3 separate regions of the Mus musculus genome follow, and all the other regions are linked to region 1. Evidence: chromatin contacts called from public Hi-C and HiChIP or PLAC-seq data. All regions are on one chromosome and are shown on one strand. The core of a region is the stretch at or near the end of the contact, and the rest is flanking DNA. Distances in the headings are between cores, read along the strand shown.

Region 1 (2,583 bases), core at 43-2,542:
TGATTGTAACATAGCCTCCTGAAAGCCAGGTCCATCTAGAAAGAGGTTACTGCAGGTAAAAAGGAAACTTCTTGCCTTATCAGAGCTTGACTGCAGGTTGCAGATTTTGAGCAAAAGGCAGAGGAAGTTACTCAGCAAAATCCTAGGCAGAAGACTTTGAGACCTCAAGTTCTCCACCGCCACCCTGATGGCATCATCTGCAGAGCCTCTTAAACATGCAAAGTTCTGGGCCCAGACTCACTGGCTGGTTCTGGAAATTCTTATCTTTTTCTACCATGGATGTCTAAAGACTAAAGTCAGTTCCCCTAGATGTTGCCACACACTTCTAAGCTGCCCTTTCTTCTCATCCCACAAAACCCTGGCATCTGTTTCCCTGCCCGTGTGCCAAGTGCCTGAAGAGTGTACATAGACAACTGCCGGGTACCTGCTCACCCGTGCTTCTCAAAGTTTCCACTCTCCAGTTCTGTCCTCTCCCAGAGGTCAGGAGTGCCCTGCATCTATAAACCCAACTGGGATTTCCCAGAGGGAGACAGTCCTGTATGTAACTCCTGCATCGCTTCCTGAGCTAGGAGGCAGGTGTGTTCCTTTGAGAATGTTTCATCAAAGGTGAGAAAAATTTCGTGGTGTGGAAGTGGACCTGGGTCAGGACGCCTCTGGGCCAGCTTCTCTTGCTCGCCTCCACTTGCAGGATGATTCGTTTCTTTGGCCGTTGGGAAGAGTGGATTAGTCAGAGAGATAGAGTATCCTTTGAGATACCCACTCCTCCATTCTCTCCTCTTTAATGGCCTAGATCCCTCTTGAACATCTCAACGAAGCCCGCCTGTTCTGCTGTTGGGTGGCAAGGAAGGTGTCTGCTCTTCCTCATAGCAATGCAGGAGGAGGTCGGTGTGATTAGGTGGCAAGGGGACCGTGTGTATGTGTGTGTGTGTGTGTGTGTGTGTGTTGGGAGGAGGGCGCTCACCCAGCCCTCGCTCCCCGAAGCCACCCTCTTTTTCAGGGTCCCTCCGGAGCTGCTGGTGGCCAAGAGAAGGACCCGCAGCTCATCCACGGGGGTCCGGTCCCTCTGCCCTGGCTGCTTTAGGTCTGTGAGCTACGGGGTGTTCCCTCGTCTCTCTCGGCGGCAAGGGGCTCGGGAAGAAGGGTCGGGGAGAAAGGAGGCGAAGAAACAGAGAGACACGCGGACCGCGACAGAGGTGGCGCGGCTGCGTCGTGCGGCTGCCTCTCGGGAGCTCCCGAGCACGAGTCGAGCGCGCGCGCGCCTCGCCGACCCAGGCGCCGGGCGGAGCTGCGGGCCGGGGCGGGCGGAGCGAGCGGCGGGAGGAGCGAGCGGTGGGAGGCGCGCGAGCGGGCGGCGGGCAGCGTCTCCGCCGGCATCTGCGCGGCCGCCTCTGCCCGGAGCCCGGGGACCGAGCGCCGGACCCGCCGCCTGGCGCACCGACGCGGAGCTCCCGCTTTGTGCTCCGTGCCGGTTCGAGGAGGCTTCCCGGAGGCTGCGGCCACCGCGCCCCGGCGGCCTCGGAGGCCCGCGGCTGGAGGTGCCGGAGCTGCTCGGTCCGCGCGGCTGAGCCCCGCGTGCCCCACTGCTCGCCGGGCTGCTCCGAGCCGGGGTGCTCCGGGGCTCCAAACTCGGGCTGGCGGGGCAAGTGTCTTCATGAACCCAGAGGATGTCCGGGAAGCACTACAAGGGTCCTGAAGTCAGTTGTTGCATCAAATACTTCATTTTTGGCTTCAATGTCATATTTTGGGTAAGTTGGAGCGCTCCTGGGTTTCCAAGTGCTGTGGCGGATGGGTGGGCGACGGTCCCCCGCCGTGGTCGCTGCTTTACTTTTCGCCGCCCCCGGAGCTCCTGCCCCAGTCGCGGCGAGAGGCGTCTACCTTCCGCCTTCCCGGCTCGAGCGCGGGGGAGAGAAACACTTCATCCTTTCCAGGACTCGGAGGAGGTGAAAAGAGGAACCAAGCCGGGCAGGGGGCAGCCAGGCCTCGGGGTGGCTTTTTTCTTTCTTTTCTTTCTTTCTTTCTTTTTTTTTTAAGGGGGTGGGGGGGGCGCGAAAAGCTGGGGTACAAATGGGAGGACGGCTCGGCAGTTTGAGAAACGAGGGAGCACACGGATTAGATTTGCTTCCCGTGGGATCTGGATGTTGGGCAGAGCGTGGTGTCATAATGGGGCAGGCTAATCGGGCAGAGCCGACCCCGAGATCCACCTTCCAGCGCCGATCTGATTGGCCGAGGGCTTGGCTCGGTGTTGCCGCGGCTGGTCTGTGCCGTGCTCAGCGTGTATCTCCTTGCACCATCTCCGGCTTTGTGTAGGATGCAGATGCCGTGGTGTGTGGCTCTGTAATGTGCACGTAAATAACACGTCCTGCATGCTCCTCTCCGGCAGTAAAGCGCTCCCTTTGCATAATGGACTGGCCAAGTGGGCGTGCAGGGTGGAGGGATTTATTTCTCTGTGTATCCTTGTGGAATAACTAGTCATCAGTCAACATATGTTTCGGTGTGCGCGTGCCTCGCGTCTTCCCCTTTTAAAGGGGTGACACACAGGTTTTCGGAACCCTTGGAGACATGCAAAGGAGAAGGTGTGTAAGA
Region 2 (2,583 bases), core at 46-2,545, 820 kb before region 1:
GCTCACACAGCTGAGCGGGCCTGCCGGAGATCAAGCCAGCCAACATTCTAGCATGCAGTGGGGATGGTTGGTGAGCCTACCTACACTGAAGTGCTATGGGCAATTGATGGCTTCTGAGAGAGGTGTCAGTGTTCTTTAAGGGTGATCTCTGGTAGGTTGGCCATGCTCCATTGGCTAGTCCCACAGGCCCCGGAGATGATCAGCCCAAACTGGACTTGATAGGTTATGGGGGCGGGGGGGGAGGACACAGTTTGAAGGGTACAGACATGGGGGTGAACCTAAGGGGAGTTAGAGCAGAAGAGTCAGGGGTAAATATGATCAAAATGCATTGTATGAAATTCTCAAAGAATAAAAGTATTAAAACTTTGTGGAAATGAAAAGAAACTTGAGTGGCGATTTAGTAAAAGAATTCCAAAGTAGGTGCTCCTAGAGAGCTTACCGTTTTCTTTAACGGTACACGACTGTTAACATCTGCAGCAAAAGCCATCAGCTTCCATTCCCCCTCCCCGCCCTCCCCCCACTCCCCCCAGCTCAGGCAGCCACTGGGGAGTATTTAGATCCCAGGTGATTTTCGTTTGTCCTCAGGGTTTCTACCAGAGTCTCCTAAGCGGATTACATGGCTGCCCTCTACCACAAAAGAGTTATCAACGCGTCAGTAATGAGAAACACCGGGCCAAAGCAAATGGAGAAGCCTCCCTTTTGCTAAGCTTTCTTGCCTTGCCCTTACAGTGGGCTTTCTTGAATGTACAAACACCAACAAAAAATATAGGCAGTTTTTATTTTATTTTAAGAAGATACAACAAATGCAGGCCCAAGAGCCAAAGCAGGCAGCCCAGTGCATGCGTGTTCAAAACGGACTTAGCAAACGAGCCCATAGGCCCATGGCTCCTGCACTTCTAGGTAAAAACCCAAGAGAACATGTGGTAGCAGCACCGTTAGGAAACTGGCTTGTAAATTAGGTTATCCAAGGACCTGGGACTTCTAATAAGTAGGCTGCTCAGTTTGTTCTCCTCAAACGTCTTCATTCATAAAGATTTACATAATGGGTCTGGGAAAGGTGTACACATACTCCGCACAGGATCATCTTCCGTTGTAGGTGAGTTGGATGGAAATTAAGGTGCAAGGACCGCAGATGCCAACCCAGCTGCTCGTGGCGCAGCGCGCAGGCGCAGGAAAAAAAAAAAAAGCCTCCAGGGGGCGGGGCGGCCGCGCGCGCAATTTCCGCCCGGGTCTCCCCGGAAGTTCCGAGTCCCGGTACTGGAGGGTGCAGCAAGTGCTTCCTGGATCCCGCGGAGGTCACGAGTAATGTGACAGCGACTTGACAGGCGGCTTCAGAGAGGCGACTGAACTGCGGGAACACCGGGGCAGGTCTTCCCAGGCTGGAGCGCGCGTGCGTCTGCAGAGGTCGCCGCTCCTCTCAGCTCGGGGACAGAGTGGGTGGGGAGAGGTGGGCTGGCCACCGGGCAGGGTCCCCGGGAACCTCCCCACTCCCTTGACGGAGATCCAGGGCTCTCGCTTGGCCCTGGAGAGGGTGGATCTCGTGATGCTGTCTGGGTCTGGAGAGGGTGACTAAGCCTCGGGTGCGGGGGAAGTCACGGAAGTTTTCCTTCCAGGAGTGGAGATCGATTCTGCGAGGAAAAGGGGTTCATCATGGCGGATGTAAGTTGACACCCCTTCCCAAGAAAAAGGGGAGGTGGGAGGTTTGCATACGGCTTCTGAGAGGAGAAAGGTAGAAATGTGTTTCAGCCTCGCCTCTCTTCCTGGATTTGTAGTAAGGACTTGCAGGGGCCTGAGCTTCTGTCAGGACCGGTTGTGATGGGCCACTAAGGTGCTTTAGCCTCAGAGAACTATATATTCTTCCACCTCCTAATCCTATTGGAGCATACAAGAACTCTGTGTGGGTGGCACTGGAAATTCTGAAGGATGACTGGCCGCCCTTCCAGTCAGTACCTGTTCATAGGACAGTGCTCTGAATCCTCTCCCAGTAAATAATGCTCTTGGTGTCTCAGTAGGCAGTGTTGGGAGTCTAAAAGGATGGCTAACGCGTGCCCCCTTAACAAGCTATGTTCCGTTTCTATGTGTCTGTTTAAGACGAGAGCAAAAGTAAGTTTGTGGTGGTAACGTGGGAAAGGACACTCATTCAGTTTGGGAGATAGAGGTTCAAAACAGCACACATTTAGAGTGGAGGTCATAATTGTCAGTATCTTTGCCAAGAAGCTGAATGTTAGAATAGTTTATCGGAATTAGGATCATTTAAAAAAAAAAATTCATGGGCAATCTGGATGCCCGGACATGGGAAGAGATTTATAGAGGATTCTCAAGTGAATACGGTAGCATCCGGATGTAAAATATTAGGAAGCACGTGACCTCATTTTACAGCAAATCTGTATTTGTGTGTCCCAATTCCAAGTACACTGACATAGCCCTTACTAACCTTTGACAGCGTTCTTAGGTTGTAGGGTCTGTGATTATCCCTGTAGACATGTAACGAAGCATATAATGAAACTGAGGCCTAGAAAAAGGTTAACTAACTTCTCCCAAGTTATACACGTCAGAGATGAAATGCCAGTGACAAGTGGTGAG
Region 3 (2,583 bases), core at 49-2,548, 550 kb before region 1:
CAGCTCAAAACTGCCTACAAGGCCAACTTCAGCGTATCTAAAGCCTTCTGGCTTCCACAGCTCTTTGTGCACGTGATGCATACCCATACATTCAAGTAAAACTTTGTGTGTGTGTGTGTGTGTGTGTGTGTGTGTGTGTATGTATGTATATATATTTAATATAAATTAATTGACAGAAGTTTCAAAGATACTTCCGAAAGCAAAATTTCCTTTCTTGTGGTCTCTTGATTCTACCCATGTATCAGTAAATTATCGAATTTTATTTAAAATAAGGGAAATACAATCCTCCAAAGAGAAGGATTGGTGAAAAAACCCAGTTAATGTTATTCAGAAAAAATGCCCTGCCCATTTGCATAAAATATTAATACCCTTAAGTTCAAAATAGTACACACATAGCACACGGGTTTACAAAGGGAACAGACAGGATAAGGAGGCACTGTAAGTCACGTGCGGTGGCCATCTTGTACAGCTGTTGCTGGAATCATGAACACTGCTCTCCCACTCTTCCAGCCCAGAACACACCACAGTTGTTCCTGGGACTTCTTCTCATACAGGATGTATTGTTCTGGGTATGCACTTTCTCCAAAAGGAGTCCTAACACCCCCTTGTAGCAATCCCCATTGTCACCCCAGCCTCACCACCTTCTAACCCCTTTTCTTCTTCAAAGCACTCTTCATAGCACCTGCTCCTCCCTGCGTTTTGTTTTTAAACATGTCACTTCTTCATGGCTCCTTTCAATAGGGTGTCATCATCAGGCGTGCCTTGATTTACCCCGGTGTTTCATCTTCTTTCCTGCTGTGCACACACCTGGTATAAACTCAACAATTGCTGTTAAATGGGCTAGCAATTTTTCCCCACAAGATAAATGTCTCTATGAATAGTGCAGTGCTGTTAGTACGGACGGTCTCCTCAATATAAGTGACTAACTTTAAAAGACAGCATCCTTTTTTCTCAAAATGGCCTACTTGGTTCTTGTATGCCTTAAAAAGCATATTTGAGACTCATAAGTAAGCATACCCGAGATGTTAGCAATTGTTTCTAACGATGAATAGAAAATTATACCTGAGAACGGCTTTAAAAGCAGATAATTTAACTGATAGAAGCTCAGGTCTGCCGATGGCCTTCCAGCCTCATATTGGGTCTCGGCTGAATTTTGTTATTTCCTTAAATCTCGGACTTAAGGAGATTTTATCGATGGAAACAGCTGACTGTCTGATGCCTCCAAAAGAGCAAAGCGGTGTCTCTTCAGTTTCTCCCACTCACACTCCAATGGGTCCAGGTGCCTGCCTCCCTGGTTGTGAGGAGATAGGTTAGCAACGGATCAGCATTGTGGGAAATCTAAGTTCCAGAACTCTGTAACAGCCATTGCTCCAGGCCGCTTGTTACACAGCTTCACTAGCATGGCACAGTGCATCTCTTGCTGGTTTCAGACGGGGTATGGTGGATGTGCTGCGGATCTCAGGAAAAGAGGAAAGGGAGAAAGTCAGCCCAGTGCGTGCTATGTGACAGAAACAGCGGTGGCAGTGGGGTTGCTGGGAAGGCCTCCCAGTCATTGTGAAAGGACACCATTTGAGTCTCAGGGGTGGGAAGAGGCGGTCTCAAGGCGGGGGAGGGAGGTTGAGGAAAAGAGAATAACAGAGTACCCATAACAGGAAAGGGGAGGGCTCGGAGAGCAAGCGGGCGGGGCAGAAGGAGAGGGGAGGGGCATGGTGAGGGAAGGGATGGTGGAAAATAAAGGAACAAAACAAGGTATGTATTAAAGAACGTCACAATGAAATCCATTACTTTGTATGCATGATTAAAAATAAATTAAGGAGAGTGAGAGGGAGGAAAAAAAATGAGGAGAAGCTGGGTGTGGTGACCCAGTCCTATAGTTCCAGCCTTTGGGAGAATTAAACAGAAAGATTGCCCGGGCTACAGAGTAGGACCCTATCTGAAAAATCAAAGTGACAACAAATAATGGGCAAAGTTCCTCGGATGTCTAACAAACTTCTCAGGAGTGATTAGCGAGTAACAGCAAGAAATGCAGCGCTTGTGTTCCTGAGCTCCTAGAAACAGCATTTTAACTCTTTACCGTTTACTGTCTTGTAATGTGCTCACTCCCTCTCCACCCCTTTCACATACACCCCCAACAGCTCCACCATCCTTACCACAAGGTCTTCATAGAATTGGCAGCATTCTGTTCCATCCGTCAACCTCCCAACCCATGAGCTGAACATACCTTGTTTTCTTTGTATGTCAGCTGGTCTCTTACATTTTATTATAGCAACATGAAGCTGACTGGGGCATAACATACATTAAGAATGTTTACATGTGCCGGGCAGTGGTGGCACATGCCTTTAATCCCAGCACTTGGGAGACAGAGGCAGGGGAATTTCTGAGTCTGAGGCCAGCCTGATCTACAGAGTGAGTTCCAGGACAGCCAGGGCTATAGAGAGAAAGCTTTTCTAGAAAAACAAGCAAAACAAAAACAAAACAAAACAAAAAGCAAAGAATGTTTATATGTGTAGCATAAACAATCGTGTTGTGGGGCATCCACAAGAGAAGACTGCTCAGATGTGGGTTTAAGCCAATAGAAAGTCT

Evidence for each region. A called contact is a pair of places that touch in the nucleus more often than the background predicts. HiChIP or PLAC-seq counts read pairs in DNA pulled down with a chosen protein or histone mark.
Region 2: a contact with region 1 is called in an H3K27ac HiChIP or PLAC-seq map of microglia, with 4 times the contacts expected there. The contact joins the promoter of Lamtor3 here to the promoter of Tspan5 in region 1. A contact is called at or near these places in 2 of 115 datasets of contacts at active chromatin or transcription factors (microglia and pancreatic cancer cells).
Region 3: a contact with region 1 is called in a Hi-C map of uterus. The contact joins the promoter of 4930579F01Rik here to the promoter of Tspan5 in region 1. A contact is called at or near these places in 1 of 39 promoter capture datasets (hippocampal neurons) and 1 of 484 Hi-C or Micro-C datasets (uterus).

What each region holds. Positions count from the first base shown.
Region 1 is chr3:138,740,916-138,743,498 of GRCm38.p6, forward strand. Tspan5 (tetraspanin 5) reads left to right here and starts at 1,293. Exons shown (of 8, transcript NM_019571.5): 1 at 1,293-1,745. The coding sequence starts at 1,665.
Region 2 is chr3:137,917,260-137,919,842 of GRCm38.p6, forward strand. It overlaps Lamtor3 (late endosomal/lysosomal adaptor, MAPK and MTOR activator 3), which reads left to right and starts at 1,296. Exons shown (of 7, transcript NM_019920.2): 1 at 1,296-1,404; 2 at 1,614-1,659. The coding sequence starts at 1,651.
Region 3 is chr3:138,192,533-138,195,115 of GRCm38.p6, forward strand. It overlaps 4930579F01Rik (RIKEN cDNA 4930579F01 gene), which reads right to left and starts at 1,299. Exons shown (of 9, transcript NM_001374685.1): 1 at 1,063-1,299.